Linked DNA regions of Zea mays: regions 2 and 3 are each linked to region 1. The links are chromatin contacts, called in public Hi-C maps. All regions are on one chromosome and are shown on one strand. The core of a region is the stretch at or near the end of the contact, and the rest is flanking DNA. Distances in the headings are between cores, read along the strand shown.

The links. Hi-C and Micro-C count contacts between places; a contact is called where the count stands out from the background.
Region 2: a contact with region 1 is called in a Hi-C map of leaf, with 5 times the contacts expected there. The contact joins the promoter of LOC541776 here to the promoter of LOC100193715 in region 1. A contact is called at or near these places in 2 of 25 Hi-C or Micro-C datasets (ear and leaf).
Region 3: a contact with region 1 is called in a Hi-C map of ear, with 2.4 times the contacts expected there. The contact joins the promoter of LOC100192547 here to the promoter of LOC100193715 in region 1. A contact is called at or near these places in 3 of 25 Hi-C or Micro-C datasets (bundle sheath, ear and leaf).

What each region holds. Positions count from the first base shown.
Region 1 is chr9:110,109,561-110,114,246 of Zm-B73-REFERENCE-NAM-5.0, reverse strand. LOC100193715 (Putative receptor-like protein kinase family protein) reads right to left here and starts at 2,850. Exons shown (of 3, transcript NM_001358871.1): 1 at 2,592-2,850; 2 at 2,170-2,389; 3 at 1-1,708. The coding sequence starts at 1,699.
Region 2 is chr9:109,807,631-109,812,316 of Zm-B73-REFERENCE-NAM-5.0, reverse strand. LOC541776 (RNA polymerase 2) reads right to left here and starts at 2,584. Exons shown (of 20, transcript NM_001348524.1): 1 at 1,532-2,584; 2 at 561-758; 3 at 339-472; 4 at 118-184. The coding sequence starts at 2,248.
Region 3 is chr9:110,418,408-110,423,093 of Zm-B73-REFERENCE-NAM-5.0, reverse strand. LOC100192547 (gl1 protein) reads right to left here and starts at 2,398. Exons shown (of 11, transcript NM_001353471.1): 1 at 2,250-2,398; 2 at 1,830-2,053; 3 at 751-989; 4 at 383-602. The coding sequence starts at 2,300.

The sequences.
Region 1 (4,686 bases), core at 1,601-4,100:
CGTTCCTTTCATCACAGTACCCAATCAGAGACACCAAATGGCGGTGGCGCAGACGTGAGAGGAGCTCAATCTCTGTACGGAACTCGTTGAGACCTTGCTGAGACTTTGGGTTTCCACGCTTCACTGCAACCTTGCTCTCATCCCTCATCACCCCCTTGTAGACCTTTCCAAAGCCTCCAACTCCAATGACCCAGTTCTCGTCGAAATTGTTTGTTGCTTCTTGGAGCACACTGAAGGCAAAACGGTATCCATAGCTTCCATTCAGCCCTGATGTGAGAGTAGTACCATAAGACGTTCTGCTTCCTGTGCTGAGAGAGGTGAGCCCATTGATAGAGAAAGGCATCCAGGTCTTTGAATGCTGCTTTTCCAGGGTCTTTTTCCTCCGGCAAAGAAGTACAAGAACAACAACAATTATAAACAGTCCAACACCTCCGAGGGCTGCGCCAAGAATCACACCCCATTTTTTGTTTCCACTGCCAGACCCGACAGTGAAAGCAGAACCTCCGGTACTTATCTTCATAACCTCAAGCCCATTCAGAATCCCGTCGGGCAATACATTGTTCAAGACCGATGGGCCAATGCTGATGCTAAGTTTGCTGGATGCATCATTAGATGAAAGAACCACATCTATATATATAGGTGTAGCTAACTGACTATCAGACATTGCTGACAGATCAAGATTATTCTGTGCATAAAAGCCTCCAACATATGCATTGAAGTAGAGCTGGTTAAGTGCCTTGCTGACAATATCACAGAAGTGAAACCTTACCAAATAGCTGAAGCCAGCATCCACATCAAACTGCCATGTCATGTTGAAAAGAGCATTGGATGTATTTGTCGCTGCCAACTCTGTAGCTGTGCCATAGACAATATCAGGGGCTGACAGCTGAGTAGCTCCACCTCCACCCTTCTTATAGTTGACACGCTTGCCATAATTAACCTGTTTGGTCACAGATGGGTTCAACAAGTACTTTAGATCAGTCACCCAGGTCCTCGAGAGGGTATCATTGTCAGGAGTGACCTTCGGACCACCCATGTTAACCCGATATACTGTCTCCAGTGGCTGTGTAGACAAACCACTGTACTGCTGGACAGGGTTGACCATTTGTGCATCATCGGTGATGAGATCATCTGGGACAGAGACCACCTCAATTGCGTTGACAAATGCAATTCCATTTGACGGCTTGAAGGAAATCACGAGCGTGTCGCGGGTGATATTCAGTGAGTATTCCTTGAACAAGGGTGCGGTCTTGTCTGGTTGCTGGAAGTCACTAAGCAGGAGAACATCTTGGGTGGACACAGTAAATTTGGCAAGTGAAAGATCATAGCTCTGGTAGGTGAAGGGGAAGAAGTAAAACCGGACGAAATGCCGGCCCTGCTTCTGGATAGGGAAAGTGTAGGATGATGGCCCGGTGAAGATCCGGGCAGTCTGGTACAGCGCCGAGTTATCAAAAGAGGCCACCCCGTTTGCTGAGGTGCCCGCAAGTATATCCTGGGAGGTGGACACCTTCACCGGAGATGCGCCATCCGCTGTGAAGGTCCTCTGGCCAACCATTGTGCTCTTGGAGGACCCACAGTCAACAAGGTAGCTGTCCGCAGGCGTGAACTGCGCTTTGCAGATGTAGAAGGATGACAAGATGCAAAGCACGATGAAGGTTGTTGCGGCTTGCCGCTTCTTCCTCCCCAAAGTAGCCATCATGATGTTGACCTGAGTAAAAAGTATGTTCACAATTTTCAGATCGCATGCATGCAAAACTGAAATCCCATCTCGAGAAAAAGGGAAGCAAAACAATCGGTAATAGGCAAGAACAAGAATATGCTGCTCATCACTTGTGGGCATTGAACTCGAACTGAATCCCCCAAAACTTCTGGAAAACGAACCGCATCGGCAGCTTGGCTAGATCGATCTTGCCTAGCGCATATGGCAGAAAACGAAGAAGCTAGAAGAGGTACGGTGGAGATTAAGAGCTAGCAGCGCAGCACTCTCCGCGCTTCCGCGGCACGGTCGGACCCAGCAAAAGACATTTTTTTTCCAAAAAAAATGAAGTTTGTAGGCAAAATACATCTATACTGGACTTGTAACCGCATGAGATCAGATCCGAACACAAAGAGTTTGGGTTCGGGAGCTCGGTTTCGCAAGACAGGAACGGAAGAGAAGGGGTGGGCTACCTGGGCGGGTGCTCGTCGCCGGCGAAGGTCCCGAAGATGGAGACCTGAGCACCTGGCGTAGGGCGGGGTCGGCCGCGCGGTCGTCGGCACCAGAGACAGAGAGAGAGAATGCCGGGGTGCGCGGAGGAGATCTCGGCTCGGAGGCAGGCGGCGCTGGGTAAGGGCACACTCAACAAGGTCACCTCAGCTCTCCGTAGGAGTCCCGAGTCCGCATCAGCATCTGAAGGAGAAACAAGCAGAGAGATTAAGAGCTAGCAGCGCGTCACCCTCCGCACTCCGCACTCCGCAGCAAACAAATCGAAAGGGAGACAGATTTGGATTTGATTGCTCACGGACCACGGCCACGGCAAAGTAAATGCCCCCAAGAACAAACGGAGCTCCTAGATCGAATCAACCGGCAGAAGGAAGCTAGGTTCACTCACCACCAAGGCACCAGCAGGAGAAGAAACGGATCCGAGGCCGGGCGGATCTCTCCGGCTGTGTCAGCTGTTCAGCACCAGGACGGCGGCCGAGAGCAGGAGCACGCTCCGTGGGGCAAGAATGCGGAGGCGGGAGTAGCAGGCACTGCCTTGATGCGTCTTGTCGACGGCGATGAAGTCGCCGATGATGCGGCGTCAGAAAAGGTGGCGCGGTTCGTGGGGAGAGGAGAGAGAAGGTGGGGAGAGGAGAGAGAACTCAGAGAATGAGAGAAGTGTGGACAGAGAAAGGGCGAGCGAGCGAGCGAGCAGAGTTTTGTACTACTAGGATCGCCTTGCTTTGTTTTACCGTTATAATAGTCCACCCCGCGTAATTAGGCTTTACACAAAATCAGGATTTTTTATTATAGTATATTTTTTAAATTTCCTAAGGTGGAGCTCCTCGGCTACATATACAAAACAGATTCAGATTTTTGTTTCCCTTATTACCTCTAAATTTTTCCCCTATATCACTTTTCCCTCCTATTTTTTTTATCTCCCGCAACAGTTCCCCCTAAATACTACCCTTATATCCCACTACCACTATAAAATATTATTTTCTATACCAACTATCAATTTTTTATCTACTAACAATTACTTGTGGACCCACAGCACAGTGTTTGGGGATGAACAGTGACACGCTATATCTGGGGGAGAGAGAAGAGGATCGGCGCGTAGGGGCGCCGTAGGAGACACCGCTGCGGCCATAAAGTGCCCCTACGCGCCACATGCAAGAGGAGGGGGCTACCAAGGGGGCAGCGTTGCGCATAGCCTTAGGACAAGCTAGGTAAGCTACAGCAGCGAATCCAAACACTCTTTAAAGCTTGTTTGGAATGGAAGTAAGAGAATTGAGGGGCTAGAATTTTCTAATATTTAAATTTAAATAGTAGAGAATTTTGACCCTCTTAATCCCTTCAATATCCTTGCTTACAAACAAGCCCTTAGTATTTAAATAGATATATTTCTCCCAAATAAGTATGATATATTTGGACAAATGGTTAAAATCCCTTTTTAGGTGCGGAGTAACTAAAAATTTAGATTGCCAATGTAATTTCCGACAAGAATTTTCTTATGTTTTTTCACAGGCTTAATAAAAAACACTACCTAATAAGTATTACATCCGTTCAATAATATTTATCGTTGGCTAGTTTATTTTTTTAACTAAAACGCAATAAATAAAAAAGAATAGAGAGAGTATATACCATTGTGTAGCAGGATAATTCCTGAAACTAACAAAATAAAAATGGCAGAGTCAAAACTGTTTTTTTTTTTGCCAGAAGCTGAAGTTATCAAGAGGTGGATTCTCTTCACTGTCTCTAAGAAACCCTAATACTGCCAAAGAGTCCTAAAACAATGAATTATCACAGCGACAAAGCTACCATTTCGCGCAAATCTTAGGTAATGAATCATGCAGTATAGAAGATAGACATTCCAACTCCCAAGAAGTAGTTAAAGTCTTCGGTTTCTTCCAGGGAAAAAAAAGAAAACTTCTTTTTTTTAAGAGCAGCCACAGTAGTATATATGCAAAATGCATTTCGTAGTACTCGAGATGTTCTATACAGGCTAGTTGAACTATTGTGGAACTAGTCTATCGCACTTAAATTTTGCACCTCTCAAAAAATCCGGTTGATGTAGCTACGTACGCAGTACGCTGACCTGTATCCACACATACCCATCCCATCCATCCAACCAGTAGTGTGTGTGCTGTACACGTCTCGCTGTGTTAATTTTTTTTTTGGATGTCGTCTGGTCAAAATCGTCTGTAGCGTTTTCTCTCAGAGTTTGGGCTGCAGTGTTCTTTAATGTTATTATATATATGTGATTGGGTGGGCACGAAAGTATATATTGACGTTCTGGAAAGGCATCCTTTGACAATAACCACGTTATTCAAACGTGCTTTATTTTTTGTCAGCGTTGAAACTGAAATCCTCAAATTGATAGACAACTTGGATTAAAAACGAAAGAAAAAACCATTCAACGTGCATTTGTTTTTTTCCTGCCTTTTTTTTTTAAAAAAAATCTGGCTGGTTGTTGTCTTAAGTATTCCGTCGGTACGGCCGTT
Region 2 (4,686 bases), core at 1,335-3,834, 300 kb after region 1:
GCCCACAGAAAGGAAGATGATAGAATTGTTCTCCATTTAATCTTTTGGTTGCCATGGTCAATAAATCTATTTTATATCAAAAAAACTGATGTGGTTGGCAGAGCAAAGTAAACTTACAGTGCTTTCAAACCCCTCATGCACAAGATGGTCACACTCTATCACCCAATGCTTCTTCTTTAGCCTCCTGCAGGTTAAAGAGAAATATCACAAAAAGACCCTTCATGCATCTGCACAAGATACCTAAACAAGCATAGGATGCTGATGAAACAAGGCATCCCAGTGCAACAACAGTACATGGAACAGTGCAATACGATTGTAAAGAAAAAACACAGCCCTACCCATTTTCTATTATAGGCTGACGTAGCACATGCTTAAATGCAGGTCGAATATCTGGAGAACTATCTGGTGTTTGATCAGCTGGTGGCTGCACAAATGCTGAATCTAGTAATAATTCAATCAGGCGACTTCCCAACTGTATACATGAAATGAGTGTTAAAAATTTATATTGTGAGCGAAAAGGCTTGTGATTCTGTTTGCATTGCACTGTACAAAAAACAAACCTTCACTTGGGCTTCTGTGCCCCATTCCTCCAATTCCAACTCCTGTTGAACTAGCCTCTGTGCTTCACTCATCTTCCGCCTCTTAACTAAACTCTTAACACGCTTACGGCATTTAGCTTGCTCCTTCTCCAATGCTGGATCATTTTCACCTTGGATTTTCTTCTTCCTACTTTTCTGAAAGAATGACTGGACTTTGAACTGTAAAGAAAGGAAGGGGAAACACCAACTTTCAGTGGACTGCCAAATCAATTTCCAATGGGGAACACACTAAGAGGAATTGCAATGAACGGAAAGGTAACGAACCGAAAATAGGCAAATAGCATTAAGTTACTTCCAAATTTGATATAATCAAACTTCAGAACTTCACAAAAAAGTACGGAAGCTGCACTCTAGTGCAGAAGGTGAGTAACTGATTCTATAAGAAGACAAATTTTAAATCTCACTTTAATAGTTCCAAACTTTTAACTCACCAATGCCTTGTGGTGTACAGATACATGTCTTGTCAAGTACGTTCAGTGATCAAATTACAGGCTACAGGGCATGTATGCAGGTTTTTTATGGATTAATAGGTCAGAATCAAAGATCATTACAGCACAGTTTTCAGATTATATCCGTGCACAGTTTAAATCTAAACTGCAGATCTTGCCTAATGCCCTCATCAGTTCCTACAACTTCAAATTAGCTCTCCAAGCCTGATTAACCTTCTTGTTTGACTTGGCACTTGGCAAAACTGTAATATAAACGGATGGAATGATGTCTACTACCACTAAACATTGCAACCCGTCTGGAGATAGGTTCTCTAAGACTACAGATCATCACTCATCAAACAAAGATATTGTTTGCAGAAAATGTGAAAAATTTTAAGTCCCGCATTGCTGTCCACAAGAGCTCAGGAGTCCTGGTCGGCGTCAAAATGGTCTAGTATTGCTCCAAACCTCCTAAAATAACAGCAATCAAGCAAAGCAACTCACCTCGCGCTCAACAGCCTCACCAATGCAGTGCGCGGCCTGGACAACGCGGACACTGCCAGTGCCGTCCTTGCTGGACATGAGCAGGCCCATCATCTTGTGCATGACGATTACGGCCACCTTGTCGGCTGGGAGCAGAAGCAGGTACTTAGCGTAGACGTGCTTGACCCGCTTCCTTCGCTGCACGTCCTGGTCCCTGGCGATGGCGTCCCGCAGCGGCTCGAACCAGCCGACGAAGAGCGCCTTTACGTAGGGCAGCGCGGGCGCGAGCCTGCGGTCGAGCATCTCCCGCTCGATCTCGCGGTACTCCTCGGCGGCCCGCGCCCAGGCCTCCGTCTCCGCCTTGACCTGCCGCTGCCGCAGCCGCCGGAGTTGCGCTCTTCGCGCCCGCCCCCGCTGCCTCTCCACCTCGGCGTGCTTCTCCAGCTCCAGCTCCAGTTCCAGTTCCAGCCCCGCCTCCAGCTCCTCTTCGCCCTGCGCGGGGATCTGGTGGTAGGTGTCGGCAGGGGAGTTGAGGAACGCGAATAGGTCGAGCCAGTGGAAGTCGTCCGTGGGCGGGGGCGGGAGCGCCGGAAGGTCGAGCGTTCCCACCGAGGGGATTATACGGACGGCGGAAGGCAGCGGAGCGACGACCGCCATGGGCGGCGGCGGCGACAGGCGGCGGAGCAGCGCCCGCGGCGGCGGCACGCACGCGGAGAAGGGGTAGAGGAGGAGCGGCATGCGCGCCTAGTGTCCCGCTGCGAGTTCCGGCTACAATGGTGAGGGTCGGATTGGATTGAGGTGGAAGAGGGGAGAGAGGAGTGGCAAGGACGGAGACTCGGAGAGGGGGGAGCGGGGAGGCGAGAAACCTCGGCAGAACCTTGGAGAGCGAGGCGGAGCCGCGGAGGCGAAGGCGATAAGGGAGAAAGGAAATATCGGAGGTTAGGAGACCGTTCCTCCAGATCGCGGCCGTTGGATCGCCTTGGAGTGCTCGTATCGGACGGTAAGCCTTCATGTCAACGAGCTGGCACTGGGTCAGGCCACAGGGTTCATCAATATCACTAGCTAGGTATCCGTGTTTTGCAACAATATACAAAATATTCTACAACTTATACAAATTAAATTATAATATAATTACAACCATAGACGGGATGTCGTTGTCGCAGTTCGCGCAAGCTCCCTTGCTAAAGTCGGACGAAATGATCGTGGCTCATTGGCTTGCTTGGTTCATGGTCAACTCGGATCGACATGGATTGCCTTATTTGAATTTTTTATGAGTTGACCTGACATCCTAACTCATTGTTAATGAATCATCTAAGTTTGTTAATTAGCTAGCTCACAAGCTAAAAGAGCTATCACAATTTAGCAAAATAAAACTATATGCATATCGTTTATGTAACAATTGATGAACATGTTATATGTGTGGTGCTTATGGCATATGAGTTAAACTAATGATTAATGAACTGTGTCTGTGTTAAATTGGTTTATGCGAATATAAATGTGGGTTAAATTGATAAACATATGTGTCAATTGTGAATTGATGATGATGAGTTATGTTAATTTGGTGTTACATTGATGAGGTCTTTAAAACTACGAGTATAACTAATATTTTATATTGTTAAATTTGTTTGAAATTAACTAGAAATTGATTATTATTATATACATGTTTTTCTCTATCTCACAGGCTAAACGAGCCGAAATGAGACTCTAACTCGCAAGCTAAACGAGTCGAAATGAAACGAAAAGAAAACATAAATGAAAAAAAGAAAACTACATATACTGGGCCGCTCGGGTGCATTTTAGCCCGCTGAGGCTCCTGGGCGCGCATAGCCCAACCCTGTTGTGGCGCTGACGTGTGGGCCCCGCCTAAGGACACTTGCGCGTGCCCGCCTCGGCTTCCCAGCGCCGACATGTGGGGACGTCCTCTGTAGGGCTGGACATTCGGGTTATTCGGTTCAGTCTATTCGGGTTCTACACAATTCGGGTTCTGAATTATAGGAACCGAACTCGAACCTAAATTTACAGGGATCGAACCCAAATAGACCAAAAAAATCGGTTCGGTCTATTCGGTTCCTCCAGAAACTGAATAACACAAAACATGTACAAATCATGAGTTCATGAATGACAAACAAGCTGATACAATAATATGCACATATGTCCATACGTTCATAAACAATTAACTGGTCGGGCTGGGAGCAGTGGAGCGGACGCAGTGGAGCTGGAGCAGCGGACGCCGGTACGGCGGTACCTGGGACGGCTGGCCGGGGCCGGGCTGGGAGCAGTGGAGCGTACGCAATGGAGCTGGAGCAGCGGACGTCGGTACGATGGTACCTGGGACGGCTGGTTGGGCTGGGAGAAGCGAGTAGCTGGCCGGGCCGGTAGCTAGAGCAATGGATGTCGCCATGCTTGTTCCTGGGGGCTGGGGCCTAGCGGCTGGGCAGCGCGCGGGAGCTGGAGCCTGGAGCTTGGGGGCGACAGCGGCTGACTTTGGCGACGGCGGCTGACTTTGGCGACGGTGGCTGACTAGGGTTGGGTTGGCGACTTGTGAGGGTCCGAGGGAGGGAGAGTGCCATACTGGGCTGATCGGCCGTGGGTGGGCCGCTGACCACTGGTTTGGGCTGGGGGAGTGGGGTTACTGTTTTTCGGTTTGTTTGGGTCTATTCGGGTTAGGCGGGATAGAAACCGAACCCAAACCCTATAACCGAACAGATACGATTTGGGAACCGAACACCGAAAACCGACAAATTCGGTCTATTCGGGTTCGGGTACGGTTCGGGTTCGGTTCACGGGTTCAAAATGTGCATCCCTAGTCCTCTAGCGCGTGGGTCCTTGGCGTTAGTCTCGTTCTCGCGCTTCAAGTGACCGTGACCTCCTCAATGACATGTGGGCCCCGAGGCACTAGTTATCTTCTTCCCCCTGCTACCGCGACGATCGGGTGGTTGAAACCACCTGCGACATGCGCGGGCCAGTTGGCCGGCCTGTGCCTTGCGTCCATCATAGGGAGAGGTTCCCAGGCCGTGCGCAACATCCCTCATCGGAATCCACACCACCGAGATCGTCGCGCCGTGGGGAGAGAGCAGAAGGGAGGAGGGAGATCGGCCGTCGCCGTGGACTCAATCATCTGCCGCTGGTGAAGCCTTCGTGGCCATCTGGAGTGCATTGCGAGAGGCTCGTGAGGG
Region 3 (4,686 bases), core at 1,149-3,648, 310 kb before region 1:
ACTACACACGATCGAGTAGTGGTGATAGAGCAGAAGTATACGTACGTACTAGTACTATGTCAGTATGCGTACGTAGGCCCAGCGCCTATACGCAATCCCGCACACAGCGGAAACGGAACACGACACAGGTGGATTTTTGCCTATACGCAGTAGTACGTACAGCGGCCGCATGGACGCGTGCCGCCGTCGTACACACTGCTCGTCGTGCTCGACTCCTGTCCTGACGCAGTTTGACCATCCTCATGTCATGTTGTACGTACGTACACGTACGTACTAGTAGTACATCATATAAAAGTAGATGGATTCGATCGAGACGACCAAAAGACTTGGCGACAGACACACACACACAGCAGCAAGTGCAGCGATGGTGTGGCTTACGTACGTGGCGGTGTAGACGAGGTATCTGAGCGGCGGGAAGGCGGCGAAGGCCCTGTGCGAGATGACCTCCACGTTGCTGTACCCCATGCACCGGAGGCAGTCGAAGAGGAGGACGTGGCCGTAGACCAGGCTCACGGACCCGGCGCCCGCCAGGAAGGCTCCCGCCAGCGGGGCCCCCATCGCCAGCGTCAGGAGCAGCGCCTCCAGCGGCGTGCCGAACCCGGCTGCAGTGCATACGATACGAAACGATGCACGCATTAATTAATTAGCACCACCGTGAACGGTTTTTGTAACCACTCAATTCAAAAAAAAATAAAGATGAAAAGAAAATCTCTCGAGTCTGCAGGGTAGCAGTAGCACGCGTAGACGTACCCGTGAACGGCTGCGTGACGGGGGACGAGTGGTGCCTGGCGTGGTACTGGCTGAAGAGCGGGCCCCGGTGCAGCGCCCTGTGGGTCCAGTAGAAGACGGGCTCCGAGACGGCCACGTGCAGGAGCAAGGCCAGGGCCCACCCGCGCGGGTCCCACGCCCGCAGCTCCGACACGGCCGGGAACGCCGCGCTGCCCATCGCCACCGCCGCGACCAGGGTTTGCAGGATCACCATGTTATCCCTGCGAGTACGCACGTTCGAGTTCAGGTTCAGGTCATAGTCATACGTACATACTATACACATGAACTGTGCGTCAGTGCGTGCTCCTTATTATAATTTATTAGATGAACACAAACAGTCCTCCCGTACAGCACAGTTTATGCAGATGCGCAAAGCAAGCAAGCAGGTGATAAGGACTGAAAAGAATTACTGCACATTTATTACTGCCCTGGCGTGAATGGCACCTCCCACCCGCTAAGTCCCCAACGGCCGGCCCATCCATCCATCCATATAAAAGGAGGGAAACCGGAGCACGGCACGGAGAAAACATGTACAAGACCAAAGTGAGCAGGCGCGCACTCGTACGCCATACATGGACATGGACGCCCCCTGATGCGCGTGCACCAGTACTAGTACCGTCACTGATTTCTTTGCCGATCAAATCCCACTGAGACCGTGCAGTCATCATCTAAAACACTGTTTTGCATTAATCATGAGTGGAGTTCGAATACGAATACGAGGACGAGCAAATAAATTACTGGAGATAGCCTCACTCGTTTCTTTTCAGAGTTGAAACAAAATAATAATAATAATAAAAGATAGACGCCACCTTCTCAGTAAAATTCGGTGTTCCAGATAGACGAGAGTTTCGACTTTGAAGCGAGTTTTTTAGTGGGGAACCTTAGCAGGAGCTCCAGCCAATCGGAAGAAGCACACCAGCTAGGTAGCGAGCTCGGTCGTCAGAGCCATGATCAGCACAGCAGTCAGCAGACAGCCATGGCGGCAGGCCGGCAGCAGGCAGAGAGACATAGAGAGTACTACGTATTATATGCATGCTCAGCAGATCAACGCTATAGCTCACCAGTCCCACTCGGCGTCGATCTGGCGGAAGTCGACGCCGTCCTTGACGACGCGGCGGCGGCGGGTGAAGAAGAGCATGTTGCCGTAGGAGAACCAGAGCTGGAAGGTGAGCGAGCGGAGCGCCAGGAGGAGCAGGAGGTGGAGGCACCACGACCCCAGCGGCAGGCTCCCCGTCTCCCTCCACGCGTGCGCCACCTTCGCCACCAGAGGCCCGTACAGCAGGTACTGCGCGTGCACGCCCGTCCAGACAAACAAAAGCGAGACCAAGATCAGTAAAGCTGCTGCGTGCGTCGTCGTCTACATACCGATGGTGAGCAGGAGCTAGCGTCAAGCTAACAGCTATGGCGCGCGCGCGGGCGAATGAACGAACCGGCCGGTATGCATGATCAGACAGACAGACAGACAGTCGTTACTTGCTTGCCTTGTATGATCCGAGGCTTGCCCATGGCCAGGAGGCGAGCGGAGCACCCATACCCAGGCCCTGGCCGGGAAGATGGGGTGCTCGTGAGCGAGAGGTGGCCGGGGAGAGAGAGAGAGAGTCTCTGCACTGCTGGGTGGGACGACGATGCCTATCGCCTCGAATGCGTCTTGGACGCCACCCCGTCCCTATTTATAAAGGACCAGTTGCAAAAATAGCAGAGCTAATTAATAAAGGGACAGTTGCTGCCATTTCCAACTAACCCAGGGTTTCTTCCAAAAAAAAGTCGAATGTCTTTAATTTTGTTTCATATATAAAAAAACAGCAAGGCTAGTTAATGAAGAAACAGTTGATACTGTCCTATATTTTCTTTTTTACTTTTAGCCCTTCTTTCTAAAATAATTTACATCCGTCCTTTTGTTTTTATTTTGAAAACATATTTATATGTCACAAAGTTGAGGTATTAAGATCCGGAAGCTGGAGCCGCACGAGTGCTGCTGGATTGTTTGCGGTTCTATTCTACAGAGAAAATTAATAGAGGAAAATGCATTAGAGGTTATCGACATGTTATGTATTTGAGTTCTGAAACTCTCAAAACCAGATAAACGGATCCTCAAATTTAGTCGGCCGTCAAATTTGGATTTGCTCAAACTGACTTTGGCGCACAAATGCCGGAGGGAGTTGTCAGATGCTCAAGCGCTGAGGTGAAGTATGGTGTATTCCTGCTGCTTTTCAATTAATTGAGTAATAAATAGTAGCAGGATGAACATTCGTACTTTGAATTCAGGTTTTCAAGCTTGGTGACGTTGTGCGTGTGACAGTACTTTCAAAAGTATGGTCATCTTCAACCATTCTCACCACATTTTCACCCTATCTGTACTTTCTACTATATTTCACTATATCATTCCAAAAGATACTTCATTACTTCCACATTAAGGACGTCTCCAACAACACACCTTATCTGGGTCCCCATATATACTATAGTTTTAGTTATTTAGCATTTTTTCATCAGTTTTTAAAGTGTAAAAAATCATAAAATGGTTGTACTATCATATCATAATACACGTTGTTATCATATTACATTACTTAAAAAGAGTTAATATCCCAAAGAAATTAATTAATTAAAATATGGGAAGAGATTAGAGGTCCCCATATATGAGGGAACAACCTCTCTCCCCCAACATGGGGTAGGCTGTAGAGGCAATTGTTAGAGGGGTTTCTCACCCCAAATCACACCCTATATGTGGGGTGGGGGAGTGGTAGGGGGCTCCGTTAGAGCTGGTCTAAGGCGTGCTTCAACAGAGCCCTGGATTGGCTTCTCCTGACACATCTCCATGTACGACGCCTCCCTCTTTCCATCTAATAGATCCCTCAACCCTTCTCCCTTTTTCCAGTCTAACAGGAATTTCTCTCCGTGGAGAGGGGGAGCGTCCCCCTCTACTCTAATTAACTATATTTATTGTGAAGTTAACTTTTTGAGCTTAACTAATAGATAACAATATATATTACGATACTATAACATTATACCAATTTTTTAAAACTTCAAAAATTGATGTATAAAAATCAAATAGCACACTTAAAATATAAAGGAAAAGGTCGTCAATAAGGGGAATTTTTGGAGACGAGAAAAAAGAGGGATGGAAGAGGGTGAGGTACTTAAAATGAATAAAAGGTATAAACAGGGAGATATAAAGCCTAAGTGATTTGCTTCGTATCCACCTCACACTTCGTGCTCACACTAAACTTAGTCAGATCATATTTAAAAGTTTTACTAAATTGAACAAGACATCGATGAATTACGTATAGGACTGGACGAAATGGCCATGACTCATCGGCTCGCTCGGCTTGTGCTCTGCTCGGCTCTCATTTGATATTTTTTTCTCGAGTTGAGCCGACATTCTAGCTCGCTTCCTTAACGGGCCAGCTCGGTTTGTTAACGAGCCAGCTCGTGAGCTAAACGAGCTATCACATTTCAGCAAAAATAAACTATATGCATATCATTTACACACCAATTGATGAACATGTTATATACGTGTGTGGTTCCTATGACCTACAGTATGCGTTAAACTAATGATTAATGAACTGTGTCTTATGTGTTAAATTGGTTTGTGCGACTATGACTATGGGCTAAACTGATTAACATGTGTGTGAATGGTCAATTGATGAGTTATGTAAATTTGGTGTTATATTGATGTGGTATGTGAAACTATGATTATAATTACTATTTTTATTGTCAAATTGGTTTGAAATTAGTTAAAATTGATTATTATATATGTTGGTTTTTTTTGCTCTGTCCGCGAGTTAAACGAGTCAGCTCGAGATCGTAAAAGAGTCGAGCTGTCTTATATGGCTCGTTTGCTTAACAAGCCAAGCCAACTTGTTAGCTTAACGAGTCAGCTCAAACTCGGACAAAGCGAGCCGGCTCAATATTCAACGCTAA